6 separate regions of the Mus musculus genome follow, and regions 1, 3, 4, 5 and 6 are each linked to region 2. The links are chromatin contacts, called in public HiChIP or PLAC-seq and promoter capture Hi-C maps. All regions are on one chromosome and are shown on one strand. Each heading gives the region's core, a stretch centred on a gene start, on an enhancer-like site or on the middle of the called end of the contact. The rest is flanking DNA. Distances are from core to core; before and after follow the strand shown.

Region 1 (4,536 bases), core at 1,161-3,660, 700 kb after region 2:
TAATTTTTTATTGAGAAATGCATTAAACATTGATACCTTCAACCTCTGATTGAACCACTAGACCTGTCACATGTAAAGGCAGAGGAAGACATATTGCACAATATAAAATTAAGCAGCTGCAGTAAACTTGATAGTAAATGACTATTGCAAACAAGAGACTACCACAGAGAATAGTTACACAATAGAAGGGGATTTGAAAAAAAAAAAACATTTAAAGACATTCAACATTAAGTAGTTGAAACTAAAAACATAAGAATTGAAAATTCTCCAATGAAATAGATACATAGAAAATATATTTTCCAAAACAATTAGGTATTTTATTACACATAATTTATCAATTAAAATCTGTATTAAACAGCGTATGCTTAACTTGAAACAGAAATGTACCTCATCAGCACTCTCAGTCAAATGTACTTTTGAAACACAAGCCCAGAATATGAAGCTTAATATATAAAAAGCTAATAGAGAACAAAGATTTGCTTGGTGATATCATGTATCAAAAATAGGGTGCTCATGACCTGAAGAGCTGATTTCACTGTAAATTGAATTTACCTCAGGCTCCATTCTATTATATGCCCATCCTTCTTTCTTTCTCTTCTCTTATTTTAATTTCTAGTGTTTCTGTCTCTCTGATTGCCTTTCTCCTTCTCCCAGATTGACAGAGATTCCCCATCAGGAACTTGGTAGATAATTATAAATATGTTTCCTTGGCACAAATTTACTGGCCTGACATGCTAATGATTATTTATTATAATTCATAAAAATTACCAAGAAAGTCATAAAATTTTAGTATTGCTTACTCAAAATGTATTATTATAAGCATCATTCAGCTTACAAAAGTCACTGAAAAACTTTTTTAAAACAGTCTAATTTATTTCCTACAAATGAGAACAATATGCTTTTTTTTTTTTAAAGTAAAAGATTCTCTGAGTTAACAGTGCTAACATTTTATCTTCTCAGAGATGAATCATTGAGAATCATTAATTCTCAAACTCGTTGAACAAAATTCAGGGTTATATGAACTTCTCAATTATATTTTTATTCTATAAGAAAGTTTTCAGTGGAGTTTTTTCCAAAATTATAAAGTAATGTTTTCTTGATTTTATGCCATCTCATTTATGAGGACATATAACATTTATACATATACAACCCTATGTAAATGGACAGAATATTGAGAGTATTCAAGATTCATTTTATTTTCTAAAATAAAGGCAAATCTTACTTTTAAGAATACTTAAGTATTTAGAAAGTAAATTGATATCATGTTTTCTTTGTAAACTGAAAATAGTCATTTTTTTCCTGGAGTCTCTCAACCAAAGCCAGTTTCGTTTTTATCTAGGCTTACAGTACCAGGCTTGAGGTCTCTCTTGTGTAGGTGGCCCAGAATCTCATCAGAACTCAGTTAATCCCATAAGCTCTACACAAGTATTGAGTCCATGGGCATATTATGTCAGGGTAGACTTTATTATATCTTGCAGTGTTCATAGGTGAGTAGATGTGCTAAGGTTTTTTTTTTTTTTTTTTCTCTTGACAAAACTTGTGTTTATATGATTTGCCTCTGTGAAATCAGGCCAAAAGAAAGAAAGCTTTAAGGATTGTATTGGCTCAATTTCCATCTTACCACCCAAGTGTGAGTTATCTTCAGCAATAGGATCTAACCATTACCTTTTGATATGCAATCAAGAGCAAATAGCTCGGGTTATTTTGGGGAGCTTCTGTGATCCCACATCAACAACAGGTATGGAGTTATCCAACTCTTGGCACTAGGATTATTGGTTAATATATTTTAACTTTAGGCTTTTTGGAAGGATCATATTTACCCCCACATAGGGTGCCTTCATTCAAACTTTTTCATTTTCTGTTTTGGAAAACTTATAAACCAGTTTCTATATGGCTTTTCCAAACTCAGATCTCTTCCCTTCTCTCTCTACCTTAACTTGAACATTACCTCTCTAGTTTCTTTTTCACCTTCATACTACCTGTATCTACTATTAACCATCCCTTGAGCTCCAACTCCTGAACTGTGGCCACTTGTACTTTCTTGTGCTAAACAAGTCTTGTTACTACTTAAACACACAATTCCAGTAGTTTAAAACTAATATCCACAGATGAGAGAGACCTTGTTTTGCTCATTATTCTTGAATTACTTCACTGGGTATGTTTTTTCCCATTCTATTCATTTACCTGCAATTTTCATTTTTCCTCAGAGCTGAATAATAGGCTATAGTGTATGTATGCTACATTTGCATAATTTGTTAATTAGTGATGGACATCTAGCTCAATTCTATTTCCATGGTATTGGGAGTAAGTGCAACAGTGATAAACATGAATGAGCAAGTGTCTCTGCAGTAAAAGACGTCTGAAAATAAGCTCAAGAGTGACAGAGCTGGGTCACATACCAGACATACCAGTGTTATTTCTAACTTTTTGAGGAACCCACAAACAGATTTTCATAATAGCTTCATGAGACTATATACCCATAAAGAATGAATAGATGTTTTCTTTTCTCCATATTCTTTCCAGCATTTGTAGTCATTTATTTTATTTTTTATCTGAATTATTCTTACTAGTGTGAGATGGAATCTCAAAGTAGTTTCACTTTACATTTCTCTATGGGGTTACATTTTTATTTTGGGCTCCAAATGGTCTGCAGTTTCTTTCTAGAGCACAAACCCTCACTCAGATGTGGCCCATGGCTGTAGAAAACTGCAGGCATGTGATAAGGCCAAGGAAGAGTGTCCTTTTGGTTTAGCAGGACCACGGGGCTGGTGGTATAGCTGGGAGAACTAAGATAAGGCAGTCAAAGATATTGTCTGCTCTAGCTGTACTTGTGGAAGCTAGCAAGTAATATATAAACAGCAGTGGGAAAGATAAAAAAGAAAATGTTCACTCTTGAAGTGAACCCAGAGGCCTGGGTCTCTGTCTCCCATTACTCTCTTTTTCCTTTTCCTGCATTATTCAAGGTTGTACTGGGCTTGGCAAGCGGTGCTAAACATAGTGTCCAAACCCAGGACTCTGGGATCAAGAGTTTCATGCTCTACTCACTGAGCTCACTGCATAGGACATTTATATATGTACTTACGTGCTTACTTAATACGATGAGGCATAGGAATTTGTTTATAGAGAGTACACATTTAAGAAATAAGTTTTTAATCATTGCTAGAGTGTAAATTATGTTTAAAAATCACTGTATCAGTAAAGACAAAATCAAATACATAAACATTGCATTCTCCATCCACACTCCACTACCAACAGATTTTTAAATGCTCTTTTCTGAGTCCTTCCCTCTGTACTATCTTTTCCCTTGCCCTTGTGTTTTCCTCTGAAAGATATTTAACCCATGTCATGTGAGTTCTTTTGTGATTGGGTTACCTCACTCAGGATGATGCCCTCCAGGTCCATCCATTTGCCTAGGAATGTCATAAATTCATTCTTTTTAATAGCTGAGTAGTACTCCATTGTGTAAATGTACCACATTTTCTGTATCCATTCCTCTGTTGAGGAGCATCTGGGTTCTTTCTAGCTTCTGGCTATTATAAATAAGGCTGCTATGAACATAGTGGAGCATGTATCCTTCTTACCAGTTGGAACATCTTCTGGATATATGCCCAGGAAAGGTATTGCTGGATCCTCCAGTAGTACTATATCCAATTTTCTGAGGACCCGCCAGACTGATTTCCAGAGTGGTTGTACAAGCTTGCAATCCCACCAACAATGGAGGAGTGTTCCTCTTTCTCCATATCCTCACCAGCATCTGCTGTAACCTGAGTTTTTGATCTTAGCCATTCTGACTGGTGTGAGGTGGAATCTCAGGTTTGGTTTGATTTGCATTTCCTTGATGATTAAGGATGCTGAACATATTTTCAGGTGCTTCTTGGCCATTCAGTATTCCTCAGGTGAGAATTCTTTGTTTAGTTCTGAGCCTCCTTTTATAATGGGGTTATTTGATTTTCTGGAGTCCACCTTCTTGAGTTCTTTATATATATTGGATATTAGTCCCCTATCTGATTTAGGATAGGTAAAGATCCTTTCCCAATCTGTTGGTGGCCTTTTTGTCTTATTGACAGTGTCTTTTGCCTTACAGAAGCTTTGCAATGTTATGAGGTCCCATTTGTCGATTCTCGATCTTAAGGGGATATCAGCCCAGAAACTTAGAATAACCAAGATATTAGGATACAATTTGCGAAGCACATGAGACTCAGGAGGAACGAAGACCAGGGTGTGGACACTTTGCCCCTTCTTAGAATTGGGAGCAGAACGCCCATGGAGGGAGTTGCAGAGACAAAGTTTGGAGCTGAGCCGAAGGTGTGGACCATCTAGAGACTGCCATATCCGGGGATCCATTCCATAATCAGCCTCCAAACAATGACATCATTGCATACACTAGTGGGATTTTGTTGAAAGGACCCTGATATAGCTGTCTCTTGTGAGATAAGCAGGGGCCTGTCAAACACAGAAGTGGATGCTCACAGTCAGCTATTGGATGGGTCACAGGGCCCCCAACGGAGGAGCTAGAGAGAGTACTCAAGGAGCACA
Region 2 (4,082 bases), core at 1,053-3,552:
AGGTGTTTTCTTCATCACCTGCATTTGCCTGCCTGCAATAGCAGGAAATGGTTTTTCCATCAGCAAGCTTGTACACTGAGCTCTTTCCAGCAAAAGGCTTGATTTTTGCTGATTTCAACTTGAAAGTTTCCCCTGCTTTCATTTCCCCTTAGTCTCGTGAAAAGTCCACCCCTTTTCTCCAGGCAGACACCTCAGATAGTTTGTTATTATTATGGCTTTATCTAGGGTGTTTTTCTGTAAACATCCTCTCCCCCCCCCAGCCCCCCCCGCCCCCGCCCCCGCCCCCAGTGTGCAACATGTTTCTTAACCCTACTAAGGTGCAATGGGAGGGTTCCTGGTGAAGTTGCTGTGTGAAGGTAGGGCGACTATAAACAAAATAACTTTAAAATCTTAGAAACTCTTTCACTGTGAACAGATTTCTTCCCAAAGATGTTGGAAATAGGAGTCTCTTGAGACAGAATTTGCTTTTCTGTTGCCATTTAGTGGCTTTGGTTTCTAAAACACGGCTTCATGTAGCCACTCCAGATTTCTAAGATGGCATTGCCTTTTCCTCTTACCAAAGACCACATCTAGGTTTTATTCTCTGCTTTGAATTTTCATTGTAAAGTTAGCTAGTTGCTGAATGCAAGCAGCTTTTCAGATATGGGCCTAGGTCTGATCTTGCAGGGAGGAGTATAATTTTATCCACACAGATGTTTTGTTCTATTTGCATTTGTCCTAGGATGTAAGGCGTATACACTGATAGGACAAGGGTATTAGACCCAGGAAGACATATTTACTGTCTCTGAACTCTCAGTGATGTGCTACAAATCTTGCTGTTGCTATAAACCTTGTTTGGTACCTTTGGTTTTTAAGGACTAAAACAAGGTTTTGAAGCAGATCCTGGCAATCCAAAACTTCAAAGGCCTGTCAGCTCAGAAGTGGCTGGTGCCTCACCTGCTCAGGAAGCTGGGCAGCACTGGTGTTTCCTGTTTGCAGCTCATTTGATTGGTTACTCTTATTTTCATTATATGATTCCAGGTTTTAAAATATTACATAGATGGTGTCTACTTATGACCTCTTGTGTAGTAGTGTATCAAGATGCAATTCATATATATATATATACAGATATATTATATATATATATATATATATATATATATATATATATATATATATCCCACATTCAGTAGGGGGTATTTAAAAGTATGTCTATTCCGAGTGTTAGTTAATTATCTTTTAATGAAAGTGTCACTCATATTCACATCTGTAATATTGGAAAGAGATAATTAGATTTTCAAATGAGAATCAGGCACCTTAAATTTTGCACCAGAAAATACCAAATATATTTCACTCTAATGAGATCTGTATTGGGGTTTTAAAATTCATCATAATGTGCTTCCAGAAAGATAACTGAACAGTCTAGAAAGATGAAAGCTTTTCTTCCATAAGTCCTTTTAAACCATTACATTCAACTTATGCGATTCTGATAAAATATTCAAGAATATTACATAAAATCTAGGCTGTACCCTAGTATCACTCTTACAACCCGAACTTACTCTCATTTGGAAGTTTACTTTGACTAAACTAACCACTTCCACCTCCCTTGTAGGTTTTCTCTAGCGTAAATGCAAGTGCAAGATATAGTTTTAAATAGAATGCCTGAGGATCCAGAGAGAAATCTCTCCTTTGAAAGAGGTTGAACTGGGTGTTGTTTGCTCACACTGACTGGCACTCTTTATTTACATACATCTGCATATTTGCTCAGGCCTTAGTATTTAGCTGTTAAAGTACTTCTGAGTGCGTAGTAGAATAAACCAACCCAGAGAAAAGCTCTTAATTACCTTGACTTGTATTTCTCCTTAAAGCTCCCTGGTAAACATATCTTTGGTGTGAGAGTAATTATTTTGCCTGGGTTTTTTTTTTTTTTGTTTTTGTTTTTGTTTTTTTTTTTTTTAATCTAGAACTCTAAAAAGGCATTTCTTAGGAATGAGTTGTGCTTTTATATTCTTCTCTTTGCTGTCTCTGTGTGAGAGTGTGTTCGTGTGTGTCTAATGAAGTTTGAGAGTTGTGCGCAGGGGCGCATGGGGTGCGAGCCCCGGAGGTCCCCATCCTCCGTCTCCTTAGTCGCCTCGTCCAGGGCTCCAGCCGCAACGCTAGGAGCCCTGGAAGTCGCGAGGCTCCCAGGCTGCTTTGAGTCCTGGCTGCGCGTCATTTGCAGTCTGGGGAATGTTGATCACCTCACTAATTACACCTCTCCCCCCTCCCTCCCCCTCTCCCTCGCTCTCCTCTCTCATTCCCAGAGTGCATATCGGGAATAGACACACAAAGACATGCGCACTCAACTTAATCAGCCATTTTTTTTAAACAGGGCTAAAACGATAATAATTAGCAGAATAAAGACATATCGGATTTTCATTTCCTTTCCTCCTTTTCCCAACCCCTTCACAAGCAAACAGCGAGACCGCGGTCGGCACATGCTTTAACTCCTCCCGGAACCCCGAGGACCGCTCCGTGCTCCCCACTTTTTGCTCCAGCGTTTTTATTTTCACCCAATAAAGTTCGAGGATTATTTTTTTATTTTTTATTCTTTTTAATGAACCCTCTCGTTTTACTTGGATGTGATCAGCTGTACGTAAAATAAAAGCAAAACAAAAAAGAGGCGAAGATCGAGTAGGAACTGCAGGGAAATGGAAAGTAAGTTTTTTCTTTAACTTTTATTGAGTAGTTTGTGTTAAATTTAGGTCGAGTATCGATTATCTTTCCAGCCTGATCTTGCACAATCTTTGATATTTCGCTCACTCTCTCTCCCTCTCCCTCTCCGCCTCTCTACCCCTAGATCGCTTGCTACCGCTCGCCCTAGCACACGTACCCTCATCCCGACCACCTCTTCCGCTCTGCCCCCCTTTTCCATCTCTTTCCCCCGTTTTTTTTTTGGCTCAAAGATTTGCTCTGCTGAGGGAGGGAGAAGGCACAGGCGGAGGGGGGATTGGGGCTGGAGGTGGGGGGGAGGCATGCTTTTCAAGATTTAACTTTTGTATTAAGTGACTTTCGGCCGAGCAGTTTTCTGTCTTTTTCTCAGTCTTTTCGGGTTCTGCTTTCCTCGGGAGCCGGAGACACTCTGGTGATCCGGCGAAGCTGTCATTTCGGCAGCGGCTCGGACATTATCTGGGGTCCTCGCTCGCTCCGCGTCCCTGCACCCCATCGAGATGATGTTTCCTCTGCACACATTCTCCGAAAGTTTGGACAGTGGTCGGTGGGGCTCGCAGCCCCCCTCTCCTCTCCTCTCCCTTGATCCTCCCCTGTACTCTTCTCGGTTTCCTTTTCATCTTCCTTTTCCCTTCTCCACCCTTTCTCAAGTTCCCGAAGGGCACTCACTGCGCGGGGCTGTGGCAGGCCAGGGCTGGTGCGCGCGAGGCGCCGGGCCCGGGAGGATGGGCGAGCGCGGGGCTTGGCTGCAGGTAGACACCGGTCTGCGGAGCGCGGCCGGCAGCGGCAGGCCCTGGCGGCTCTTGGCTGCACGGGCGCTGCGGACCTGGTAGGTCCGTTAGGAGGCGGGATCTCCCGGCCTATGTCCGCAGACCTGGGAGTGGAGGCAGCTCGCCCCGGGGTTTGGGGATTGATCGCCACACTAAGAGGACACCCGCGGCTGGAGATCAAGAGCCTTTGCTTTCTTTTTTGGTAAAGGGCAAGGGTGTGTGTGTGTGTGTGTGTGTGTGTGTGTGTGTGTGTGTGTGTGTAAAGGAGATGTGGCTGACTGTGGGAATTGATGCATTTTACACACACACACACACACACACACACACACACACACACTCACTACAGGGTTCCATGTCTGCAAATGAACTTCACCTCCTCAGCTTCAGCTGGCACCAAGCATGCCTTCTGACCTGATATGATCAGTTAGGCTACCAGGGGCTGGAGTGAGCCTGGTCTCGCTTCTTTTCCTTTTCCTTTTCCTTTTCTTTTCTTTTCTTTTCTTTTCTTTTCTTTTCTTTTCTTTTCTTTTCTTTTCTTCTCTTCTCTTCTCTTCTCTTCTCTTCTCTTCTCCTCTCCTCTCCTCTCCTCTCCTCTCCCTCCCCTCCCCTTCCCTCTTCTCTCCT
Region 3 (4,358 bases), core at 1,000-3,499, 530 kb before region 2:
GCTTTATACAGTTACTGATGCTGGGGTGGAAGAGACACGATAAGAAAAAACATTGATGTCTTAAACAAAGAGAGGGCACTTCTATTCACCAATGTAAACTGAATGGGGAAGAAATTAAGCAGGACTTCTTGGTCAGCATTGTTACCTTTACTGCTGTGGTCTTCTTTCCCTCCTTACCCATGTCCACCCTTCTGCTCTATGCTTTATGCCCACCAATCTCCTTCTAAAATTTCCCAGGCAGGCCCTGTGATTGTCAGTTAAGAATCTGTGAGCCCTTATGGTCCTAGGTTAGTGGATTCTGTGGGCTTTGTTTTTGTGATATCCTCAACCCTTCTAGATCCTGTAATCCTTCTTTCCCCTCTTCCACAGGATTCCCTGAGCTCTGCCTAATGTTTGGCTATGGGTCTCTGCACCTGTTCCCATGAGTTTCTGGATGAAGCCTCTCTAAGGCTAACTATGCTACAATCCAATCTATGAGTGTAGCAGATTTTCACTAGGAATCACTTTATGACTTATTTTTCTAGTCATGCTTGGCTATATTCTAAGTCTTTGGGCTATCCAGCCTCTAACTCCTAGCCATTCAGGAAGTGTCTTAGTCGGGGATTCTATTCCTGCACAAACATCATGACCAAGATGCAAGTTGGGGAGGACAGGGTTTATTCAGCTTACACTTCCATAATGCTGTTCATCACCGAAGGAAATCAGGTCAGAAAGCAGGAGCTGATGCAGAAGCCATGGACGGATGTTCTTTACTGGCTTGCTTCACCTGGCTTGCTCAGCCTGCTCTCTTATAGAAGAACCAAGACTACCAGACCAGAGATGGTCCCACCCACAAGGGGCCTTTCCCCATTGATCACTAATTGAGAAAATGCCTTACAGTTGGATCTCATGGAGGCATTTTCTCAACTGAAGCTCCTTTCTCTGTGATAACTCCAGCTGTGTCAAGTTGACACAAAACTAGCCAGTACAGGAAGTATCAGGAATAGGCCCCCTCTTGTTTTGTGGGTCTCAAGTTGGACTAGTCACTGATTGGCCACTCCAATAAATTCTGCATCACTATTACTCCAGCACATCTTTCAAGCAGGACAAATTGTAGGTTGAAGGTTTTGAGTCTGGGTCTGTGTCCCATTGATGCCATGGGAAGCATTGCCTGGTTACAGAAGATATGAAGTTCAGTCTCTGTATCCCCATTGCTAGGAATTTCACTAGGTTGACCCTCAGAGATTCTATGGATTTTAATGTACTAGTTTTTTTTTAATAGTCCCTAAATTCTCCCCAATTCCAGTAGTCTCCCCAAAACCTGATCCTTCCTACTTTCATCCCTCCTTACCCCAAATCTATCCACAAAATTTATCATATTTTCCCTTTCCAGAGAACAAGTTCACACTTGTACAACCACTATTGAAATCAATGCGGTGTTTTCTCAGAAAATTGGGAACTTAAAAACACAGATATATCCAGCTAAACCTTAGCCTATATCCATAGGACATTCCATTCTCCCACAAGAGCAATTCCTCAACTATATATATAGAAGCTTTATTGAAAATAGACAGAAACTGGAGACAACCTAGATGTCTCTCACCTAAAGAATGGATAAAGAACATATAGAACATTTATGCAATAGAATATTATTCAGCTGTTTTAATAATTACATCATGAAATTTATAGGCAAGTGGATTAAACTCAAAAGAGAGAAAAAAATTTCTGAGTGAGGTAACCCAGACCCAAAAAGTCAAATATGCTTTGCCTTCACTTATAAGTGCCTATTAGCTATTAACTATTATAAATTATTCTGCAAACTATGTTACTTTTTGTATGCACGCTTTTCCTTTTCTTTCATTACTGTTAAACAATGAAACTATCTGCAGAGTAAATCAATGAATATTCCCTTCTGTTCTAAAACTAACAGAGTAAAATTTTGTTGCTCATTATTACATTTGCCAAAAATGTTCATTATTTGGGGAAAAATGTGATTGCTAAATTGTAAAACAACATATCTCTTGTTAATTGCTTGTTTTTGAAACTGATGTTTAAGAGGTTCTGTACCTTTTAAAAGTAGGTTAGAGAATAGTCCTGGGAAATAACTGATAGAGTAATGTAGCTTCAGTTTAGAATAAACAATCTCTAAATCAGGATAGCATGCTGTCAGTGACAAGGTACAGTCATTAGTCTAACAGGCTCCTGATAAGCCACCTCCAGCCAATTGGCAATGAGTCATATCCTGTTACTCTGTCTAGTGTCTATTCTCTGGAGCCTCATTTCCTTTGCCACAATTCATTCTCTCTTCCTTACTTTCTAAATGTCATGCCTCAGCTACAGTCGTTCACTGTGTTTACTTCTGCCAGTTTTTACTTCTGTCAGACTGATTCAGGATTGTATCAACCAACAGCCCTGGTATAGAGAGGAGTCTTTCTTTCCTTGCTACCTGGATCCTAAACTAATATTCTGCACATCCCACTGCTAATGTCAACCTATGATGCTTAACTTGATGATAGATATATAACAATAACTTCATAATTTTACTACATAGTACATGACTCATACCATAAAATGGATACATTTGTTTCTTCATCTGGGGCCATCATCACATAGAACATATACTTTTTATTTAACTTATTCATCGAGACTAGCAACTTTAATGTGTGTGTGTGTATACACATATACATATTTTATATTTACTCTCTATATACTATATAGTATATGTACTGTATATATTATACATACTATAAATATACATATATATGTATGTACACACATTTAGAGAGAATATACTAAATATAAATTAAACACTTGTTGACATGAAAATTAACAATCTCCCTGTTCTGTTTCAATGGATGATTTTTATGTGTGTGGCATAAAAGTGAGCTTTAGAATGTGGAAGTGTAAGTAGCCTGAGAAGTAGCACTCTTCTCACCATTACTAGAGCAAAGAAGGGCCCATTCAATTTCTTTGTATCCCTTCTCAGAATCTAAATAGGATGCCCAGAACTCAATTTCAAACACCCTAACACCCTGTCCCAGTGGAAACACATGAAGAGACCCAAAGACAGATGTTATGCAGAGAGAGAGAGAGAGAGAGAGAGAGAGAGAGAGAGAGAGAGAGAGAGAGAGAGGGATTCTGAATGGATGGATGTCTTCACCAAATCCCTTCCATCAGAGCTCAGGGAATCCCATGGAATATGATGTAGAAAGACTAAGAACTAGATGAGATGGAGAAAAGCAGGAGAACAAGGTCCTCTGAATCAACTAAGCATATGAAGATGAAAGCACAAGCACAAAGCCTACACTGGTCTTAATCAGGCAAAGTTTTATATATATACTTTGAACTTAGAAACTCCCTAGTGGGTATCTGATTCTCTTGCCTGGTCTTCAAGCTCTTTTCCTTCTGTTAGACTGCCTTGACTAGTTTCAGTGTGGTGAATTTTGCTTTTTCTTATTATTTTTTTCATGTTTGGTTTTCTCAGTAGCTTGTAGTTTTCTTTTTGTTGTTGTTGTTTTTTTGCTTGTTTGTTTGTTTTTGCTTTTGGTTTTTGAGACAGGGTTTCTCTGAGTAGCCCTGGCTGTCCTGGAACTCACTTTGTAGACCAGGCTGTTCTCGAACTCAGAAATCCACCTGCCTCTGCCTCCTGAGTGCAGCTTGTAATTTTCTAATGAGAGACAGAAAGGGAATAGATCAGAAAGAAGACAGAAAGAGAAAGAGGATTGGGGAGGTAGGGAGGACCTTGGTGGAGTAGAGGGAAGGGAAACTATGATCAGGATATTATATGAGAAAAGAATATTATTGTCAATAAAAGAAAAAATAAAAAAGAAGAGAGAACTCCCTGTCCCAATGATCCACTCTCCCTGCCCCCACCCCCCACCCCTACATATATGCTGGGGTTTCAACATAGAATGGATGACAGCCACACCATTTGAGTGTGGTCCTCTATGTTTTCCCATACAAAATTTAGTTCTCCACAAAAACATACTTAGACATTGTTTTTTTCCAAGCCTGTTAATAATTTGAACTAGCATTTGAGATTTTATGCAAATGAGCCTTTTAAAAAATTCTATGTATTCTGCATTGCAAAATTTATTTTTTATAAGAAAAATATATCAACGTCTTAATGTTAGGCACACTTTTATTTAAATTAAGGCAAATGTATTTAAAATGAAAAGTTAATACAATTAATAGGCAAGTGCCTAGTGTGCATTTAATGTACATGACAACTTACAGAAAGAACTAGGGATTGTAATTATACAGCCTCTGGAGACTGGGAAATATGAGGCTCATCCAGCCTGAGAAGTTCATCCAATCCTTGAACCTGCTCATGTCCATTGTTTTCTTTTCCTCCACATTTCTGTAATGCTGATTTCTAA
Region 4 (3,955 bases), core at 1,044-3,543, 590 kb after region 2:
CAAGATTGTGTAGAATCTGAATGTAGTTTGTCAAATTGAGCATAATACTTTTTATACAGAAGGAAATAGGGAAGTTAGGTGACACATCGACAAGGTACAAATGAGATTACTGGATGCTTAATGTCTCTTAAACAAAACAGAGGAATGTAAACATAAAGACTGACAGGAACTTGGCAATAAAACAACTGAGACAAAGTCAGCCCTATCTAAGGTCAGCTATAGTCTTAGAAGCCAGGTGTGAGGTCTTTACACTCCTAGGGCAAGGGCTTTCACACCCAAGTCATGGTTCTAATTAGGGAGTTCCATTCTAGCTAGCCATCTCATGAATAATGCAATACTCTTAAAACCATAGCCAGATCTACTTCCTAAACCATTGTAAATTCTTGTATATGGGAACGACTTGGCTTTTATTCTAAGTGATAGTGGGGGGACTTTCTACTAATAAGTAATGTAGTCTGCCATACATAACTATAATAAGAATTCTAAACTTACTTTGCTAAGCTTGCCCTGAGATTTCTAACTCTATGTAGTAGATGGTAAAGCCTGATTTCTTTCACTATCTCTCTTACAATACTAAAGGCAATTCTGAATGTCACTGAATAGGCAACATTCTTAATGAATTCCAAGCCCAGGGTCAGCTCAAGGACTACCTAGGGCATTGGTGAAGGCCAGGAAGCAAAGTTCGATTTTGCTTAGGTATTTGGCAAGTTATTGCTTGGAGGCACCTATAACAAAACAATACTGAAAGGAAGCACACAGATCCATTTGCAAGGACAAAATTGGAGCATACATGCTATGGAATGCCACAGTTCCAGGAGGTTGAGTTTCCTTGAAACTCCCTGCTTCGTGAGTGCTTCCAGGGTCGAGGCCTGCTAAGCAGACTTCACTGGAGTGTGTGTAGCACAAGAACTTTCAGAATTCTGGAGGAATGGGATTTTTGTGGTTCCCTAACGAGAAATTCTTAAAAAGCACAGGACCACACCACATTTTTCCATTTTCCAAATAGGAAAATAAATCCAAGCAATGTTTCATGTTGAACTCTCTATAATGGGCACACAGACTGAAAGGAAGCTTTTCTTTATGTGCCATTAGCTCATTAAGATGTACAGACAGAGCTAAGAGGTCTGCATAGCACACAGAAATCCTGCATTTTGTGACCCAACAGGATTAAATTTGAGAGCACAAATCAATGAATACTTCAGAGAACAACATGATAGTCTCCAGTTATCTCTGATTCTGGTCATGTCAGGAGGACACCTGTCCTTTGTAATGCTGCCTGTGCAATGAGTTATACTGAATGAGGATTAGAAGTCACATTGGCACTTTCTAGGATGTGATCTCAAAGTCCAAAGTGAACTGCCTCTCCCCAGCTTCTCTCTGATTGAAAGGAAGATGAAGCAAAAAGTCAGGCTATGCAAAAGGAATGAGGGGTCCCAAGGAGAACAGAGTATGGGATTAAGGACCCTTGACCTTGGTGACATTCAGAGTTTCATGGGGGAGGTAAATCACTTCACTCTTAGAGACATTTTCTCTGTCATACTCAGCTAAATGATTAAAAAAACACACTCTGTATTATGGAAGATTTCTTTATAGTCCTAAGTTTTGCATATCAGTTTGGACTACAGAATCAATAACCAAAACTCCAATGGCCAGCCCTTTTGGTGCTGCACTTTTGGTGGATGTACACAAGTTTATCTTAAAAGGACTCTTTGACCACTTGCATTTGTGGCTCTTTATGAAAACAAGGCTGGAAGCAGGCTGTCTAGTCTCTGTTTTCATTTTGTTTTGTTTTGTTTTTTTTTTGTTTGTTTTGTTTTGTTTTGTCTTTTCCCCACATTTCTTTCAGTTTTAGTCTTCGATTGTAGTAGGCTTCATGCCACACCATCTCATTTCGTTTCTTCAGTTTTACACTTTTTTTCTTATGATTTTTGAAGAATGAATTTTATATGATGCAGAGATTTGAAGCCATTCAAAGGACCTTCCTATTTTTGATAAGCCTAAGCATTCAGCTTCAGCATATATTTCACAATCTCTTTTAAGACTTCTCTAACCAGAAATGTACAAGAAGAATGCTGGGAAATATAGTTCAGCCTATCATTTTGACAGATTACAAATCCACAATGGCAGATCAAAGAAAGCTAAGTCTGTTATGTCTTGGGTCCTGGTTAATGTCTGTCATTCTCTGCATCTTTTCTTTCTTTATGAGAATAGAAGACAGAAGCTATCATTGTGTCATGCAGATCTTCCTACATTCCAGCTACTGGCTGGGCTTTGGCCAGGGGAGGCTGCCACAAAGAATGAGCAGGCAGTGAGTCAGGCAGCAAAAGTTACTTCTCATGGTTTTTCTGCCTGCTTGTGATCTCTGCAGGACTGTGTTTCACAATATGTTCACAAATGCTACCCAGATGATATTTGTTCAAGTTGGCAGTTCTTTATAAGCTCTGGGGATCAACATTTGAGTTGCCCTTCAAGTCGAGGATGATCGAGATCTACTACTAGAGCCACGTGAAGCCCATAAACACTTGTGCTAAGCAAAAGAGTGCAAATATCTGCTTTAATAAATTTGTAATGAAAACTTTTAAAGTGCCAGGATATTGACTATTCATTTTGTCATTCTTTACTTGTTTTGTTCTCTTTTTATTGTAACTTTTAATATGAGAGGTTAAGTAAATATATGATCAAATTCTAGAAAAGGTAATAAAATATTTTTGGCAGTCACATATTTGAAATTTACCTACCATTTCTGTTATTTTTTTGTGTTATTTATCTGGTTTTAGGTGTATTTTAATATTAATATATTCCTCACATATTTAAAAAAAATAGATGGTAATAAATCTTACCAATGCGTTTTACATTGATCCCAATGTTGAGAAAACAAACCATTTCACATCTCCATGGAGCTTCATGTTGCAGCTGTCCTTCTTTCCCAACCAAATGATCAGTTTGGAACCCAAAATTATCCTCCTTCTCCATCACACACAATTTTTACTATGTTTACTTTCATTCACTATTATGCTTTGGTTTTTTTTCTAATATTCCTTTCCCTCTTTTCTCATTCTTTCTTTCTCTCTCTTTCTTTCTTTCTCTCTCCGTTCCTTCCTTCCTTTCTTTCTTTCTTCCTTCCTTTCCTTCCTTTCTTCCCTCCCTCCCTCCCTCCCTCCCTTCCCTTCCCCTCCCTCCCTCCCTCCCTCCCTCCCTCCCTCCCTCCCTCCCTCCCTCCCTCCCCCCCCTCTCTCTCTCTCTTTCTTTCTTTCTTTCTTTCTTTCTTTCTTTCTTTCTTTCTTTCTTTCTTTTTTTCTTCCTTTCTTCTGTTCTTTCTTTCTTTCTTTCTTCCTTTCTTTCTTTCTTTCTTTCTTCTTTTCTTCCTTCCTTCCTTCCTTCCTTCCTTCCTTCTGTTCTTTCTTTCTTCCTTTCTCTTTCTTTTTTCTCCCTTATTAACTGAATTTTCTCATGCTAAGAACCTTGTTTTACGTTGTCCTCCATTTCTGAATCTTGAGACACTATGAAGAAATGGGTTGGAAACCTAATTTTTATATCAATTGTAAGATTTTAGGAGTTAGGGTATCTATGCCTTTGGTCTTTGTTTTTGTTCTGTTTCCAGAATTTAGCAAACTGATTCACATGTTAAGATCAAAGGAAAGACTATGAGAAAAAGCAAATGTCAGAGAACACACAAAGAAATGTAAGGAAAATATAAAGCTGTCTTGAAATCTTCTGAGATAATTTCTCATTCATTCTACATGTCTGTGTTGTTGCTGTTCAATCCTGTTTTGTTTGATTGTTTTTATTTTTATTTTATTTATTTTATTTTTTCTGAATCCTTTTTAGCCTATTCAGAGAGATCCTCTATACATTCTTTTGAAAGATACCTGGTCTGGACAAATTGAACTCTACTTGATAATTTTCAGGATAGAATGATTTTGAGTAATTGGGACTTAAAATTGTTTTTAAAAAT
Region 5 (4,189 bases), core at 637-3,136, 770 kb after region 2:
TTGAGATCAGATTATGAACTTGACTTCTCTTCCATTGAAATGATTTTTTCCTTAAGATTATGCTCTTGTTACCCTCAAGTTTCTGTCATAATGCCATGTTGAATTTGTCATTCAGAGCATTGTGCAAAGAATTTTACAAAGGCCTGCCTGAAATGTTTTTAATCATCTACTTAATGGTTTGCATAGAAAGTCTCTAGTATCTGCTTTCAAGACAAACACCTAACTCACCAACCAACTCATCAAACAAAAAATAAACAAACCAAAAGAACCAACCAACAATCCAAACCAAACAAACAAGCATCACACTAATCTTATTCTCAATAGTTAAGGTACTGGTTGCTTTTCCACAGGACCATAGTTTGATTCCCAGAACTCATGTGGCACATAACCATATGTAACTCCAGTCCTAAGGAATCCCATGATTTCTATGTATACCAGACACACACATGATGTACAAAATGTAGAAAGAGCACATATACAAGTAAAATAAACTAAATTATGTAAACAATGCTGTTTGTTGACACATATGTCACTTATATATGTTTTATATATATATGTTTGTTGACACATATGTCAGTTATATATTTTCAAACTGTATTATTTTATTGAAACTGGATTATTGCATTTAGGTTCCTTGTATTCTTCCTCATCATGAACTGGTTTTCTGTTATGTTTCAGATGCTAGTCTAAATACTTACATACAAATTCAATAAGCACACTATAAGTAGGATAATGATTACTGAATTAAACTGATCAGTCACTTGAAGTTGTCTTTTATTTAATTTTTATTAAATATTTTCTTTATTTACATGTCAAATGTTATCCTCTTTCCTAGTTTCCCCTCTGAAAACCCCCTATTCTCTACCCCCTGCCCCTGCTCCCCAATCTGCCCACTCCTGCTTCCTGGCCCAGGCATTCCCCTGTATTGGAGCATAGAAACTTCACAGGACCAAGAGCCTCTCCTCCCATTGATGACCGACTAGGCCATCCTCTGCTACATATACAGCTAGAGCCACCAATATATATATATATAATGAACTCAAGAAGTTGGACTCCAGAAAAACCGAATAACCCTATTAAAAAATGGGTTACAGAGCTAAACCAAGAATTTTCACCTGAGAAATACTGAATGACTGAGTAACACCTAAAAAGATGTTCAATATCCTTAATCATCAGGGAAATGCAAATCAAAACAACCCTGAGATTCTACCTCACACCAGTAAGAATGGCTAAGATAAAAAATCACAGGTGACAGCATATGCTGGCAAGGATGTAGAGAAAGAAGAACACTCCTCCATTCTGGTGGGATTGCAAGCTGATACAGCCACTCTGAAAATCAGTCTGGTGGTTCCTCAGAAAATTGAACATAGGACCTAAGGACCCTAAGGACCCAGGTATATAACTCCTGAGCATATACACAGAAGAAATTCTAACTTGTAATAAGGACACATGTTCCACTGTGTTCATAACATCCTTATGTATAATAGCCAGAAGCTGGAAAGAACCCAGATGTCCCTCAACAGAGGAATGGATGCCGCAGACCCTCTTGGGTCCCTATGTCTGTGTGTAACAGGTCTCTGAGGCAGGTGGGCAAAGGGTCGGAGGGAATGACAGACAGACCAACATGAGAGATTGTGTAGAATCTGAATGTATTATGTCAGGTCGAGCATCAAACTTTTTATACCTAAGAAATAACAAGAAACCAGGCAAAATACAATCCACCAAGTTACAGTGATGCAATACAAAAGGAATGAACACATCAAAAGAAGGTGAGGACCAGGCTGCTGCTGCAAAAGAAGGGGGCCAGGTGTAAACTAGTCTATTGTTAAACCCACCACCAGGGGTTCTGAACTAGCAGACCTTATCATGAATACTGCAATACCCCAACACCCTATTTCCTGGTCTACAGAAGAATTTACCAATGTGCTTCTAATGTGAAGCTCTATACCTAGCTGTAAAGAAGATCTCTGTCTCAGTGGGATTCCCTAGCTCTATTGTTCCGTAGTTTGGGTGAGAATTGCTACTGTCCTTGGTAAATATTTTGTAGACCAGCTCTGAGCTACTGTCTTTGTAATGCTTAATTAGTAACTGAATAGGTAACTTCCTTTCTGCAGTCCTTTCGGGATTTCAAGCTCGGATTTCAAGCTTGCAGGCTTCTGGGACCTTGGAACAATGTGGAGGCTTAATTATAACAGAATTTAATCTTAAAAGGCATTTATAATAAAATATTAAAAGAGAGCTCGTAGATCCACACACCAGACTATTGGGGGAATAGAGTATGAGTATATGGTTGAATGAGAACGCCAAAACTCCAGGAGGTGAGCTTCCTTGAAAATCTCTGCCTTGTGGGTGGCTTTTAGGCTTCACAGCCTGTCAAGCTGACTCCACCAGAGTGTGTGGCAAATGGATACAGATAATGTGGTACATTTACAAAATGGAGTACTACTCAGCTATTAAAATCAATGAATTCATGAAATTCTTAGACAAATGGATGGATCTTGAGGATATCATCCTGAGTGAGGTAACCCAATCACAAAAGAACTCACATGATATGCACTCACTGTTAAGTGGATATTAGCCCAGAAGTTCAGAATACCCAGGCTACAATTTGTAAAACACATGAAACTCAAGAAAAAGGAAGACCAACATGTGGATACTTTAATCCTTCTTAGAAAAGGGAACAAAATACCCAGGGAAGAAGTTACAGAGACAAAGTTCAGAGCAGAGATTGAAGGAATAACCATCCAGAAACTGACCCACCTGGGGATTTAACCCATAAATAACCACTCAACCCAGACACTTGAAATTCTTATAACTCTTGGATGTTATTGATGCTAGGGAGTGAAAGATAATGAAAGCTAGAAATGAGAAAACTGCTCAATCAATGGACAGAAGCTACTCCCTCCTGTGGTTGAATTAGGGAAAAGCTGGAAGAATCTGAGGAGGAATGAGATCCTGTAGAGCCAGCAGTCTCAACTAACCTGGTACCCCAAAATCTCTCAAACCCTGAACCACTAACTAGGCACCACACACCAGCTGATATAAGGCCACCAACACATATACAGCAGAGGATTTCTGGGTCTAGGTTTAGTCAAGAAGATGCACGTAACCCTCAAGAGATTGGAGACCCCAGAGAGTTTAGAGGTCTGGTAGGGTGGGGGTTTGGGGATGTCATTGTGGAGAAAGGGGCAGGAAGGAGGTATTAGATGTAAAACAGTTAGAGGGTAGAGCTGGACGTGAATAAAAGCTAGAGTGTAACAAAAATAAATAAAAGATAATAAAAGAAACTGAAGTGAGAAAACTGGAATCTGTGTCTAACCATGTCAACCACAAAGCTTAATGTCCAAGTTTTCCACATGATGATACAAGGAACTAAAAGCTCCCATACGTTGTTCAATGCAAGTGACTTTTCAAGTCAAGTTGGTATTTTTGTTTGTTTGTTTGGTTGGTTGTTTTTTGTTTTTGTTTGTTTGTTTTTTGGTTTTTCAAGACAGGGTTTCTCTGTATAGCCCTAGCTGTCCTGGAACTCAGTCTTTAGACCAGGCTTGCCTTGAATTCAGAAATTCTCCTGCCTCTGCCTCCCTAATGCTGGGATTAAAGGCCTGTGCCACCATGCCCGGCTAAGTTTTATTTGTAGATCATCAGAACAAGGTCCATGAATAAATCTGCGTGAGAATTTTAAAAGCTTGTGAGAGAACTCCAAGTAAACTAGAACCTTGTAGCCTCTATTCTCCATAACATGGGTTGCTCCTTGAATGTGCTTCCATGACCTTCTCAGGTGTAGTAAATAGGAGTGGGGTTTACTTCTGACTACCCTCATCTCACTTTTCTTATTTAAAAAAAAAAAAAAATATATATATATATATATATATATATATATATATATATTCAACTCTAAGTTTTCTTCATGGCTATATATAACTTAAACTAATGTGAACTTTGGAGAACTTCAGAATAAATTTGGCTTTTGCACAAGATTTTAATCTGCCCCAAATTATTATACTCCATTCTCTGAGGTTCAGATCACCAATAGAGTGGTAACATTAGATGTTTATATATCAGGCTATTATATAGAAACATGAATATATATATATAAAGTTATCACATCACATTTAACATAAAAAGAAAAACTTCACATATATTTCTTTAAAATGCATATGGGATCTTATTCCTAGCAATTCTCACTGTA
Region 6 (4,441 bases), core at 919-3,418, 940 kb before region 2:
AGGCCATTATGACAACTAACATCCAAATGTCCTTGGGTTTTTAAAAAATAACTAGGAAGATACATTGTTATTTTGAATAAAGTAGGTTTTCATTGTTTCACATATATGCTATAATAATATATATTGAGTGGCATGTTTTCACGTAATGAGATTTCACTTTGCAGCTTCAAATTATTTCTTAATATTCTAAACATACACCAACAATTTGTTTCTTAAATGTTATAATTTTCTCTCTCTATATATATTATATTTTAAACAAGAGCTTTAGTATATTTCAAAAATATAAGGTATAGAACCTGAAAACATGGTATGAAAACTAGTTTCTTGTAATATTATATTTTTTGAGTATCCTGCTTAAGTATTTTTGGTGTGCTGTTTTTAAGAACAAATGTTTCAGGGGTTACCAATGTCAAATTTGTTAGAGTACATAATTTAAAAAATATGTATATTAGGAAGTAATCAAATAGTAAGTGTGTGAATCAAAGAAAAAATTTATTGGATTAACTACTCACAGACTTCTCAAGGGAACTGTGCTTTGCAGTATAGAATGGGAAATCTGGTAGTGCATATTTGAGAATCATGATTCATTTTTTATAATTTGTTACTAGTCTATTACTACCAAGTTTATCTATATTAAATAAATATTAAGTGTACTTATCGAGTTGGAACATATAGGAATGATTATTATTTCATTTCAAATACATATCATTTCAGGAAACTTAGGAATAAAGCTGCTTAGAGGAAGGAGGCAGTTATTTGCAAAGAACAAGGTGGCTGTACCAGTGCAAATGTGCATTAGCTCTGTAAATACATATCTTTGTATACAAGAGTTCTTATTTTTAAAAGAATTGACGTGATGCCTGTTCAACTGAAGTAAGAGTAATTCATTTCACTAAAATAATAATGTATATTTTGGTATCCATCTCAGACAATGTAAAGACATTATCAGGTATATATGATTAAATAGAATTAGAGGAATCACAGCTTTTAACACACACTTTAAAACACAGAAGTCTCTGATTTTCAGTATGAAATTTATCCTATTTTACATTAATTATGGTTGAAAGCTTCAAAAGATGTATGCATCTGCAATACAGTGGTAAACAACATGGCTCTTGCTTTTTGTTTTCCCCACTGACTGTTGCTATTGTAAAAGTTAACTCTCTCTCTCTCTCTCTCTCTCTCTCTCTCTCTCTCTTTCACTCGCAGTTTTTTTGTTTTGTTTTTTTTTCTTTTGGTCAGTAAAGACCAAAAGACCTTGATAACAATTCTTTCCAGCTATTTTTTTTTTTAACTGCAAGCAGGATTCAAATGAGAAACTAAGTATATTCTTTTCAACAGGCAATTTACCCCATGATGAGATGCTTTCATTTAGTTTTCTTTGATATTCTAGCATCTAGCAGCACAGCAGGTACCTGGAGGTTAGGCTTCAAATAAGGGATAACTACATTCTTACATTAATAGAAGCCATTGTATGGTTATGCCATATTATTATTGTAGCACTTAGTTACTTTAATTGTGCTTTGAAAATTATACATGATAAGCTGATACAGCCAAAGCAAGAAAAATCAAATTTGTTATCATTATTTTTCTATTTCCTTGCATCTACCTCCATGTATATATAGCTGTTTGTCATGAATATGTGTCTCGACAATCAGGAAATTCATAGTATGTTTATATGTAATCAGGATCAAAAATACATTTTATTTAATTAATACGTTATGCTATGTTCTTGTCCTATGTGGATAGAAAATGTTCTAGAAAATATAAAACAGTGTAACATATATTCCAACATGAAGAATTTTCTGTGTGACTTCAAAATGTATATATAGATTTGTTCAGAAAAATCTCATTTGCAGTACATATTGTCAGTGTAGCAATACTATTGTCCTCTTTCTTTTCTTTTCTTTTTTTTCATGTTTTTTCCCTTGCCCTGTTTTTAGTTCCTTGCAAGTGTGTTTTGTTTGTTTGTTTGTTTGATTTGATTTTTTTTGTTTTTGTTTTTTTTTCTATGTCATGCCCCTGCTTTTGCTTTTTGGGGTGTTCTTCCTGTATAGCCAAGTTAGTTTAGGGTGTATATCTTTGTGGTCTGTGTACAGCCTTGCTCATTAGCCGGTCTCCAAACCTTTGATGTGGATCATCAGCCCTGAGACTTCAGTGGCTCATTCATTTTTGTGTTGCTCTAAAGATCTCTGGCCCTGCTCTGAATGCTGCCTTTATTGTAGACAGAACTGACTATAAGCAGCCTCTTCTTTCATTTCCTTGATGTACTTTGTTCTGTGGCGTGGCTTTTGTTAGTATTGATGCAAACATTACCATAAACCACCACCTAGGGACTCGAAACAATTGACTAACTGTTTTCAAATCCAATACACTTAAGTTGATCAGACACAAAGTTTAAGTACAGTTAGAAATATCAGCACCGATTCTGTGTGGTCTCAATCTCTCTGGACTACGAAATAAAGGTTAGTGCAGTGTAAATGCTTATGTCAGGATAGCCTGCCATGAAATTTTTTCAAGAGGTGAATATTGGACCAGGAATTCATTCCTTTCCCTTCTTGACATAAAAGTGCCAGTTTTATTTCCTCGTTTATTTAAAATGATTTCTTTCTCTTGAGCCATTTAAAAGCCAAGAAAAATGTCTGGCATGTGAAAAAGGAAGTCTTTTGAAAGATTTCAGACTTTGATGAGTTCTGCATTTCAAATGGACAAGTGCTAATATTTTTGTTTAGAATCTATATTTCAAGCTTATCTCCATTGAACTTGTTATAATTACTAAATGTGCTACAGCATACAGAAGAATAGCAAAGTTAAATATATTGTAATTGCAAAACTGAGGCTGACCCTCATTGTGTAGGGATCACAGACAGGGTCATTTTCCTATTGAGTCATGTGAGATCCCAGATTCAAGGCTCTGTAAAAGGAACTATTCAGACGAGCTTCCCATAGGATGCTTCAAAGAGGTCAACATTATCTTTGAAGTTTCTTCCTAAAATAATCAACTGAAAAATTGTGAGCTTAAAAAGAAAAATTATTAAGGAAATGAAGCAGACTTGGGGCACCTAGAGCTTCTCAAATACCTTAAGTACTTTCTAAAAATTTCCAATTACTTTGCTCAATATTCTAATGTTTTAAAATTCCATATAATAAATGACAATAGTTCTATGTAGAATGCAGTATTATAATCTTAGTATTTCTTTTAAATTACATTTTGGGTGAAGTAGAACATTACAGAACAAAAGGAAATATAGGTTAAATTAGTTTGAAGGCAATTCTCTGACCAAAGTTACTCAGCTGAATAATATGTATGTACTCTGTGCTCTTATTACATACACCCACATACACAAACACATGTGCACATATATCTTATATTTTAACTTTTTAATTTATATTTTCTAGAAATATGAAGATATTCATAAAACCACTGAAAAATTAAAACATAGACTGGAAAATTAATGAGATAATATTAATCTGCCTAACAGTAAACCATCTCTCTCTCTCTCTAAATATATATATATATATATACATATATGTATGTATATATATATTTATATGTATGTATATATGTATATGTACACACACATATATGTATGTATATATATATAAATATAATTTACAGAATCCACATATTCAATACCATTGCAATTGATTAAGGCATATAATATAATATAATGCCAAAACAGGCATTTAAATATTTTCCTGTGCAGTTGCACTTCATTTTAGGGAATAACAAAAGACACTAATTGCAGTGTCTTTGGTGTCACTGTGTTTAGTGTATTTTAATTATACTGGATTTCCTGAGAATACTCAGCTTTTCCTCAGCAGACAGCTTTTGCACGTGTCATTCATATTATGAGGAAACAAGAGGATCCAAATGATTTAAGACATGAGTCACCATGTCATAACCTGCTTGACATCACTTTTTTTGAAGAAGCCATCTTCCAGTGGAACATATAAGATGCATAGGGTTGATGATTTAGGTGACTGAATTTATCTATATTATTTTTCGCTGAATTGCTAAATAATTTTAATCTGAAGTAGATGCAGTAGGTGAAGTGCAATTGCTAGCCAAACTGAAAATGTTTGCTTAAGCATCATATAATATAGACAAATGCGGCAAATATTAAGGTCTGTTAATCATAATCTGATGTGCCTAAATTACTATTGAAGCCTTTATGAAATAGCTATATCATTTATTTATATGTAAATATTGCATTATCATTCATGATAAATCCTATTCCTCGTTCTGGAAATTATAATGGCAATCGTAAGATTTGAAAATAATTTTACAAATAGTTCATAGAAATATTTTAATATTATAAAAATTTGTTCTATCCAATTATTGTATAAGCAAGTGATTACTTGATTAAGATGTTAAACTTTCTAAATACTTATACAATTAGGACTTTTGCAACCGGTTCTTAAACTATTGTTTTAATAA

Evidence for each region. Promoter capture Hi-C pulls out the DNA fragments that hold promoters and counts their contacts. HiChIP or PLAC-seq counts read pairs in DNA pulled down with a chosen protein or histone mark.
Region 1: an H3K27ac HiChIP or PLAC-seq map of the NIH/3T3 cell line shows a contact between it and region 2, with 4 times the contacts expected there. The contact joins the enhancer-like site here to the promoter of Zfhx4 in region 2. A contact is called at or near these places in 5 of 39 promoter capture datasets (the 3T3-L1 cell line, hippocampal neurons, liver and 1 more), 2 of 115 datasets of contacts at active chromatin or transcription factors (the NIH/3T3 cell line and differentiating embryonic stem cells) and 1 of 9 other capture datasets (liver).
Region 3: an Esrrb HiChIP or PLAC-seq map of embryonic stem cells shows a contact between it and region 2, with 34 times the contacts expected there. The contact joins the enhancer-like site here to the promoter of Zfhx4 in region 2. A contact is called at or near these places in 3 of 39 promoter capture datasets (the 3T3-L1 cell line and 3T3-L1-derived adipocytes), 6 of 484 Hi-C or Micro-C datasets (3T3-L1-derived adipocytes, the C2C12 cell line, adipose-derived mesenchymal stem cells and 2 more) and 6 of 115 datasets of contacts at active chromatin or transcription factors (the NIH/3T3 cell line, embryonic fibroblasts, embryonic hindbrain and 3 more).
Region 4: a contact with region 2 is called in a promoter capture Hi-C map of the 3T3-L1 cell line, with 4 times the contacts expected there. The contact joins the enhancer-like site here to the promoter of Zfhx4 in region 2. A contact is called at or near these places in 5 of 39 promoter capture datasets (the 3T3-L1 cell line, 3T3-L1-derived adipocytes, liver and 1 more), 2 of 484 Hi-C or Micro-C datasets (adipose-derived mesenchymal stem cells and myocytes) and 1 of 9 other capture datasets (liver).
Region 5: a promoter capture Hi-C map of epiblast stem cells shows a contact between it and region 2, with 4 times the contacts expected there. The contact joins the enhancer-like site here to the promoter of Zfhx4 in region 2. A contact is called at or near these places in 8 of 39 promoter capture datasets (the 3T3-L1 cell line, the HPC-7 cell line, epiblast stem cells and 4 more), 1 of 484 Hi-C or Micro-C datasets (embryonic fibroblasts), 1 of 115 datasets of contacts at active chromatin or transcription factors (the NIH/3T3 cell line) and 1 of 9 other capture datasets (adipose tissue).
Region 6: a contact with region 2 is called in an H3K4me3 HiChIP or PLAC-seq map of neural tube, with 7 times the contacts expected there. The contact joins the enhancer-like site here to the promoter of Zfhx4 in region 2. A contact is called at or near these places in 1 of 39 promoter capture datasets (cranial neural crest), 7 of 115 datasets of contacts at active chromatin or transcription factors (astrocytes, differentiating embryonic stem cells, embryonic forebrain and 4 more) and 1 of 9 other capture datasets (embryonic tail).

Annotation. Positions count from the first base shown.
Region 1 is chr3:5,914,976-5,919,511 of GRCm38.p6, forward strand. No RefSeq gene overlaps it. Among named protein-coding and RNA genes, the nearest start is that of Gm46796, 190 kb to the right of the region's middle. Within about 2 kb of position 2,411, at least 11 of the 459 cell types and tissues checked have an H3K27ac peak or open chromatin away from gene starts, as enhancers often do. A contact at or near this core is called in the NIH/3T3 cell line, where this site is marked.
Region 2 is chr3:5,216,252-5,220,333 of GRCm38.p6, forward strand. Zfhx4 (zinc finger homeodomain 4) reads left to right here and starts at 2,303. Exons shown (of 11, transcript NM_030708.2): 1 at 2,303-2,676. The region is part of intron 1 of 2700069I18Rik (RIKEN cDNA 2700069I18 gene); the gene reads right to left.
Region 3 is chr3:4,687,507-4,691,864 of GRCm38.p6, forward strand. No RefSeq gene overlaps it. Among named protein-coding and RNA genes, the nearest start is that of Gm41988, 58 kb to the left of the region's middle. Within about 2 kb of position 2,250, at least 20 of the 459 cell types and tissues checked have an H3K27ac peak or open chromatin away from gene starts, as enhancers often do. A contact at or near this core is called in the C2C12 cell line, adipose-derived mesenchymal stem cells, pancreatic cancer cells and 1 more, where this site is marked.
Region 4 is chr3:5,809,083-5,813,037 of GRCm38.p6, forward strand. No RefSeq gene overlaps it. Among named protein-coding and RNA genes, the nearest start is that of Pex2, 230 kb to the left of the region's middle. Within about 2 kb of position 2,294, at least 7 of the 459 cell types and tissues checked have an H3K27ac peak or open chromatin away from gene starts, as enhancers often do.
Region 5 is chr3:5,987,270-5,991,458 of GRCm38.p6, forward strand. No RefSeq gene overlaps it. Among named protein-coding and RNA genes, the nearest start is that of Gm46796, 120 kb to the right of the region's middle. Within about 2 kb of position 1,887, at least 5 of the 459 cell types and tissues checked have an H3K27ac peak or open chromatin away from gene starts, as enhancers often do. A contact at or near this core is called in epiblast stem cells and stem cell-derived epiblast-like cells, where this site is marked.
Region 6 is chr3:4,278,378-4,282,818 of GRCm38.p6, forward strand. No RefSeq gene overlaps it. Among named protein-coding and RNA genes, the nearest start is that of Gm22944, 290 kb to the right of the region's middle. Within about 2 kb of position 2,169, at least 8 of the 459 cell types and tissues checked have an H3K27ac peak or open chromatin away from gene starts, as enhancers often do. A contact at or near this core is called in embryonic forebrain and neural tube, where this site is marked.